Linked DNA regions of Mus musculus: region 2 is linked to region 1. A link is a contact called in public capture Hi-C data. All regions are on one chromosome and are shown on one strand. Each heading gives the region's core, a stretch centred on a gene start, on an enhancer-like site or on the middle of the called end of the contact. The rest is flanking DNA. Distances are from core to core; before and after follow the strand shown. Region 1 holds the start of Ttc4 (tetratricopeptide repeat domain 4). Region 2 holds the start of Dmrtb1 (DMRT-like family B with proline-rich C-terminal, 1).

The links. Capture Hi-C pulls out chosen DNA fragments and counts their contacts.
Region 2: a capture Hi-C map of embryonic stem cells shows a contact between it and region 1, with 4 times the contacts expected there. The contact joins the promoter of Dmrtb1 here to the promoter of Ttc4 in region 1. A contact is called at or near these places in 2 of 39 promoter capture datasets (hippocampal neurons and liver), 1 of 115 datasets of contacts at active chromatin or transcription factors (bone marrow-derived macrophages) and 2 of 9 other capture datasets (embryonic stem cells and pancreatic islet).

The regions. Positions count from the first base shown.
Region 1 is chr4:106,677,002-106,680,844 of GRCm38.p6, reverse strand. It overlaps Ttc4 (tetratricopeptide repeat domain 4), which reads left to right and starts at 1,901. Exons shown (of 10, transcript NM_028209.2): 1 at 1,901-2,092; 2 at 2,543-2,660. The coding sequence starts at 1,982. Mroh7 (maestro heat-like repeat family member 7) reads left to right here. Exons shown (of 24, transcript NM_001126487.1): 24 at 1-428. The coding sequence ends at 207.
Region 2 is chr4:107,682,549-107,686,382 of GRCm38.p6, reverse strand. Dmrtb1 (DMRT-like family B with proline-rich C-terminal, 1) reads left to right here and starts at 2,153. Exons shown (of 4, transcript NM_019872.2): 1 at 2,153-2,803. The coding sequence starts at 2,221.

The DNA of each region.
Region 1 (3,843 bases), core at 652-3,151:
TGTATCTGCGCTGCCCAGGCCCAGGATCAAATTATGGCCACTTGCTGGCGGAACTCTTGGCCACTGCTGTATGGGGATTCATGGGTGTGTGACCCATCCAGTATGCACCGCTGGAGCCCCAGCTGTGAGAACCTGCCCACCTCCCACCAACGGCGCTCCTGGATCATGCAGGCATTGGCCTCCTGGAAGATGTCTCTGAAGCAGTGACATAAGCCCCAGCCAGGTCCCTGTAAACGCTATGTGGTCAACCTTTCCATCCAGATGGCTTCCTCACGAGAGTTCCCCCAGTCCCTGTGGAGCCCCCGTGGAGCCCCCCTGGAGCCCCCGTGGAACCCCCGTGGAGCCCCCGTAGAGCCCCTGCGGAGCCCTCACTCTGACAAGTCTGAGAAAAGAGCATGGCCCCCTTGTGCTGATTCACTTCACATTTACAGATGCGTGCGGTCTGTTTTGTTCACTTTATATAACGGGAGACTGAGGCTCAGAGTAGTTAAGTGCGTTGACCAAAGCCACTCAGGGGGTCACCTGGACATCTCAGTTTTCCCTTCCCTGGTGATAAGAGCAGAAGGGTGATGATTTGGGTGGCTCTTGGGGAAAGGGAGTGAGGCGACTTCCCACCTATGACGTCATGCATATTCGGGAACCCTGGTCGCCGAGTCTCACCCTTGACTCGTCATCCGGTTTGCCTAACACTAATGCAAAAATATCCAGAGACATATTTGGTGTTGCCACCTGACAGTGTCAATGTTACTAACAGCTGTTGGGTAAAGAGCGGGTGTCAGGCACACTGTTAAATGCCTTACAGGACATTACAGGCAGGACAGCCCCCACATCCAAATGGTTCCCGGGTTGAAATTTTTCAGAGATGAGCTCAGCGGGAAGCATGGGGACTGTGGTATCCAGAGGTTGTGTGTGTCCGCTGGAATGACTTGCCAGACAAGAGACTTCTCAAGGAGGTTTGGAAAGATGACCACATCTGGTCATCTGTGGGTGCAAAGGTACCCTCAGGTACATGGGACCCTCTTCAAAGTCCCAGTGAGAGGGAACCTGGAAAAAGAGGAGAGATGCAAGGGCCAGGTCCTAAGGCCATGGAGACTGCTGAGGAGGTAGGGGCAGTGGGGAGGCATGGTGGGGGTGCTGAGAAGAGAGATATATGAGCAGATGTCAACTTCAGAAAACTCTTCGTGGGATGTAGGGACCCCGGGGCAAGGCTGGTGGGGCGAAAGATCAATGCAGCTGTACTGAACAAGAACCTGTTACTAGTCAGTAGTGGTGAATGTGTCAATAATCACAGCCCAAGGATTCTACCTGTGGGCATACATCTCGGGGTAATTTTCCCATGGGCCTATGGGGGTATCTGTGAAGACCTCTGTTGTTGTAGTATCCATGAGGTGAGCAGGCAGGCTGGGCACCCATCCTTGTAGGGTAAGCCACATGGAGTTTCACATGTAGTTATAGGTTGTAGGGGTGTATGGGGACCTCAAACCTTGTGCTGCGTGAAGAAAAAAAAAGTATTTGTATGCTCAAAAGTTTTGTTTTGTTTGAAATAGGGTCTTGCTATATAGTCTAGACTGGTCTTGAACTTATGGTTCTCCTATTAAACCTAAGTGCTAGGATTACAGACAAATATCATGTGGCCTGGCTACGAAGTCATCTTTTGAGAACATTTATAGAAAAGACATAAAAGCATCAGGGTTGGAGAGTGGAGATGAAGAGTTTAGATACAAAAGGGAGTTAACCTAACCACGCCCCAAAGCGAGGAGACTAGAGGCCAGGCAAACTCTGCAATGGATGGGTGGGGCTGGGCGAGAGGGAAAGCGCGGAGTCAGGCCACACCTCCAGGCAGGCCACGCCCCCAGGCCGGCGGAACCCGAGAGGCATAGCCTCGCGCAGCCCGGACTGCAAAAGGAAGGGCATCCCTGCCGCCGGAAGGAGCGGCGCGTTTCTTGGTCCCGGGACTGAAGCGCCGAAGTTGCGAGCTGCCATGGAGAGTTCTGAGCCTGAGCCTACAGAGGACGCTTCCATGGACGCGTTCCTGGAAAAGTTTCAGAGCCAGCCTTACCGCGGCGGCTTCCGCGAGGATCAGTGGGAGGAGGTGGGCGGCGCCGGGGGCTTCTGGGGTAGGAGCTTGGTCCTCGAGGCTTGGTCACTGGTAGAAACCGTCCGCCTCGAGGTTTTGCGTATAAGTTGACTGCGTTTAAGACCACGGGGGTTTTGCAGGCAGTCCTGTCACACACCACCACCAGGCTCTACTACCAGGGGTCCCTTAGTTGTTTTACTGCAGCACCCAGGTTAGGGTAAACTTGAAAGGAGATGGTGAAGGTGGTCAGGAACGCGACAGCGCCTAGTTGAAGGTGATTGCTACCACCCATGGAGAGCGTTGGAAATCAGGATCCCACATTTAACACCTGAGAAACTGGATGTCTAGCTCCAGCCAATCCTTAGGATTTGCATATCATGCTCAGCGAGGAAAAAACTTTATGATGTCGTGTCCTGGGATTGGATCTAATCAGTAGACAACGCTAATTGTTCTTTTAAATTCTAGGAATTTGACAAGATTCCCCTATTTATGAAAAAAGCGCCATCAGAAATTGACCCCGAGGAGTTTCCTGACTTGGCCTGCCTCCAGTCGATGATTTTTGATGATGATCGATATCCAGAAGGTATCTTACTGTCACCCAGCACTTCTTTTGTGTCCTTGTTGAGTTGAGCGAAAGTATTATGGCTAACATGTCAGTGTTGACTCCACACATTCTCCTTTGGATGCCTTCTAAGTAAATGTGTACAGTTCCAAGCCCCAGAGGCCTGACTTGGATGAAAAGCCTGATTGCCCTAACAAATCAGGAAGGGTGTGTGATGAGTGCCACGAGGTCCACCACTACTGTAGTACCAGAGAGAGGAGGGGGATTGCTTTTCAGTGAATGACACAATGTAAGAAAAGGAGCAGTGTAATTTTCTCAATAGAAATTAAAGTCCTTCAAAAACTGAGATAAATGTGTGTGTGTGTATGTGTATCTGGAAATTGAACCCAGAATCTCACATATGCTGGGTAAGTGAGCTATATCCCCCCTTCGTAAAACTGTTTGTGTGTGTGTATACGTGTGTACATACTTACAGAGATCAGTGGCTAGCCTTGTGAGGTGGATTCTTTCTTACCATTTCACATGTTCCTCAGGTCAAGCTCAGGTTGTCAAGCTTAGGGGCCAGTGCCTTTACCTGTTTAGCCATTTCTCTAGACCATCTTTAATTCCCCTTTTTAAAACAGCACTTATAGCTGGATGGTGGCCATGCATGCCTTTGACCCCAGGCAGGCAGGCAGGCAGGCAGGCAGGCAGGCAAGCAGGCAAGCAGGCAGGCAGATCTCTGAGTGCAAGGCCAGCCTGGTATACAGAGCGATTTCCAAGACAGCCAGGGCTACAGAGAAACCCTGTCTCAAAAACAAACAAACAAACAAACAAACATATAAACACCAACCAAAAACCAAACCAAACCAGAAATTAAAAAGCACTTAGTAACATTACCTCATAATTTTTTGGAAGTGGTTATGGCATTAAGTTTGCATGGCCTTGTGTTCTATATTGATGCCAATTTTATCATACCATTAATTTGGATTTTTCTTCCTCTGTCAGTTCCATCTCTTTGCTTTATTGTGTATGTGTTAGTCTTTGTTTTGCTGTGCTAGAAGACTGACCAAAATGAATGTGGGGAAGAGAGGGTTTATTTAGGTTCTAGCCCGTCCCTCACTGAAGGATGTGAACTCAAGCGGGAACTGAGAGGCAGGAGCTGTGACAGAGACTGTGGAGTGCTGCTTACTGGGTTGCTCTCCTTGCACTGCTCAGCTAGTTT
Region 2 (3,834 bases), core at 904-3,403, 1.0 Mb before region 1:
TTTCTACACCAGTGAGCCACTAAGACCAGTGAGTCTCTAGGCTAGCTCTTCTCAAAGTACGGACCAATCTTTGAAGTGGTGGTCGTAAAAGACCGTGATCTTGCCGCTGCGGGCTTTGTACCTTCCAGAAAATGGGTGATGCCAAGGGCGCCGTAATGGCGGGAACTGGAAGTGTACAGACCGGCAGTCGAAGTTGCCAGCCAGCGCCAGCCAAGTTGTCTGACCCCAGGGCCGAAGGCGGTCTGCTGGAAACCCGGGCTTTACCCCCCCCCCCCCCCCATAGAGTCACTGCAGTGCATTCTCCAGAGGGAAGTGGGCAGATGGTGTCCGAGTCCCACAGCGATTTCTGCTGAGGTTCAAAACTACAGCAGCCCGAGTCAGGATGGCCACCGCGGGGACTCAGCTGGGACAGATCCTACAGTTAATGCAGTGGGGTAAGACTTCTTTCTGGCTTTAGGGAGCTCCAGGGAATCTGCACGGTGTAGGGATATAGTTCCACTTTTGTAGTCTTTTAGTTCTGATCTTAGTCATAGTCGCGCTGAACATAGTCGCGCTGCTTCTGACCCTCTGAGATGGCCTGCTTACTATTTAAAGCACTGCCTGTCTTTACCTTTTGAAAACCTTTTGAAAGACACCATAGATATTTCTTTTGAAAAGGAAAAAAAAAGAACCACAGCCTGGCGTAGTGGTGCATGCCCTTAACCCAGCACTCAGGAGGCAGATAGCGTGTGTGTGTGTGTGTGTGTGTGTGTGTGTGCGCGCGCGCGTGTGTATGTGTGTGTATACACACATATATGTATATATATTTAAATGACAGGTTGTATGTAGGCTATTAGATTTTTTTTCATGGAGATTGTGCTTGCTTGTGTGTGTGTGTGTGTGTGCATGTATGTGATTTTTTTTTCTTTTGGGTGGAATTACTCTCCAAAGCTGGGAGCTCCCCTTCTCTCAGAGTGAACCGACTGGAACACATGCTTTGTCACAAAACAAGCAAATTGTGGCTCCTTGTGATATTGGTAGATTCTGGGAATAAAGGCCATCCTGGAGGGGCAAGCCCCCCTAAGTTAGGTCTGAACACACCGTGCTGTGTGCCCTATACTGGGTGAGCAGATGTCTGAGGAAGGCTCTTGCAAATGTTTACTTATATGGCCCCTCTCCTGAGAGAAGTATGCATGCTTCATCAATGTATTTCCAGTGGCTAGGGAATTTTTTTTTAAGTAGTTGTGTTTGGCTTCATAAAGACAATTAAAAGACCATATGAAACAAGAAACACACACACACACACAAACACACACACACACAAACAAACCCAAAAGCCAGTAATTCAAATTAGTTCCGAACTATCATGTTTTGCTTTAGAACATTATTTTTGTTTTTGCTTTTTGTTTTTTGTTTTTCGAGACAGGGTTTCTCTGTGTAGCCCTGGCTGTCCTGGAACTCACTCTGTAGACCAGGCTGGCCTCGAACTCAGAAATCCGCCTGCCACTGCCTCCCAAGTGCTGGGATTAAAGGCATGCGCCACCAACGCCCGGCACTTTAGAACATTATTAAGCATGCATTTTTCAGACCCTAGTGCTTACACAAACAGGACTCAAAAACTCATGGTTTCTGCAATGCCTGTAAGTAACCAACACTGCACTAAGCGCTGAAGAATATTCTGGAAGCAGAACTGCTCTTTTTCTCTACAGAGGAGCGAGATGAAGCAGAAGCAGCTGCTTCGGGGAGGAAAAACACAGTGTTCTCTGGAACTTTCCAATAGTACGGGTTTACTAACAGCTCTGTTCATTGGGAGTTTTAAAACCCTCGACCGTTGAGTAGAAGTCCGCCTTTTTTCAAAAAAAAAAAAAAAAAAAAAAATCTATTTTCCAGTTACAATTTGGCGGGAACAGGAAGTTTGAAAATTCAAGTGCCGAAAACTTCAAATAACTCGTATGACATACATGTAATAAGTATTTCATTTTTAATTTACACCGTACACCATTGCCCAACACACAGAAACACGGTAAATTTAGCACACACACACACACAGAAAGTGGAAAAAATGCAAGAGTCCTATTGCAGTTCTCCGGACATTCAGCGAGCTGTTTTGTTACAAGTGTATCCAATGTCCCCAGCACCAGGGACTTATGGGGGCACCGCTCATTCCTGCTTCACTTGCTCTGCAGCTTCGGGAAGTGGTGGCTGCGTTTGGAAGCAGAGCTTGCCCAGCTAGACGACAAGATGCTTCGCGCCCCCAAGTGCTCTAGGTGCCGGAACCATGGCTATCTGGTACCAGTCAAGGGCCATACGGGCAAATGCCGCTGGAAGCAGTGCATCTGTGACAAGTGCTACCTGATCACCGAGCGCCAGAAGATCATGGCTGCCCAGAAGGTTCTCAGAACCCAAGCTGCCGAGGAGCAGGTGGCGACCGTGGGCACGCAGGGTCCCCAGCTGCCTCCTAGGGCTCCAGCAGCGGCGGCCACCGCCTTGAGCTCCAGCATTTGCCCACTGCCTAGGGCGGTTCCGGGAGGCGTTGGGCCAGGCCCCACGGCCACTTGCTTCCTCGAGAGGCCCCCGCAGGCCCCGAGCCCAGGCCCGAGCACCTTCCAGCTGGGCCCAAGTGGCCGCCCGGGCCCCAGCACCTTCCAGCCTGGACCAGGGGCCCCCGGGGGACTGCGCGACCGTTCCTCCGCGTGGCTGCCCCAGCTCATGCCACAGGCGCCCAGGCCGGAGCTTTGCTACCCGGATCAGCACCTGCCAGTGCGGCCCGTGCCAGTGCCAGGGCCAGTGCGGCCCGTGCCCCGACTGCCGTTCGCCGACTACGGTAAGCCCAGCCTCGTGCAGCCGACGGTTCCTCCGGCCTGTACCAGGCCAGCAGCCTCCGGCTCTAAGCTGGAGTCCCAGACTGGTGCCGGGGTGGGAAAGGCGCCTTCCCCAGGTAACCCCGCTTGAGAACCTGTTCCCAGACAAGGATTTGGGTGGGTGGCTTCTGATGATAGCAATGGGAAAAAGCTGGTAGGGAAGAATGTGCAGTGCAGGGGGGCTTTGTTGAGATGCAGTTTTCTGCCTCTGTACTTTTGCAAGAGGAAAAAAAAGATGGCAGCTGGGCAGCTTTGGCAGTGGCGCCTTTCCGTGGCCCCTCTAGCGCGTTTGCACGGCATCCCTTCCCCCCTCCCAGGTCTAGATCTCTTGTGCCTGCGTGGCAACCCCTCCCCCTCCCCGCCTGCCATTTTTCTCCTGCTGGAGAGTCTTTTTCTGAGTGGCTGTTCACCTTAAACTGCGCCTGCGCACCCTCCTTTCACTGAGCCGAGGCTAATTTATCCTAACTGCAGTGTCTAGCCTAACGCACCTGTACTCACACTCACTTGTTCCATTTCACCTGATGTGGTGGGGAATAAAACTTTCTGCTAGTTGGCCAGGGGGATGGGCTGGTTCACTAAGATTTTTTTTCCCCCTCGCTTTGTGCATTAATTACATTGTTTCTTTATGCTGTAGGTTGCTTTCCTGGTTGAAGTAGATTTCTTGAGTTTTTTTAAAATTATATTTATATCTTATAATTTATTTATTATAATGCATTGGTGTTTTGCCGGCATGCATGTCTGTGTGAGGGTGTCTTATCCTCTGGAACTAGAATTACAGGCAGGTGTGAGCTGCCACATGGGTGCTAGGAATTGAGCCTGGGACCTCTGGAAGAGCAGCCGGTGCTCTTAACCTCTTAACCGCTGAGCCACCTCTCTAGCCCCTGAAGTATGTTTTCAAGTAATGTAAAATTTGAGGCTCTTGGAATGCGGCTCTTTGGGATGAAGACTTGGGTTTTTGGGGGGGGTAGAGGGGGTTACTTTCCTTAGGGCTATG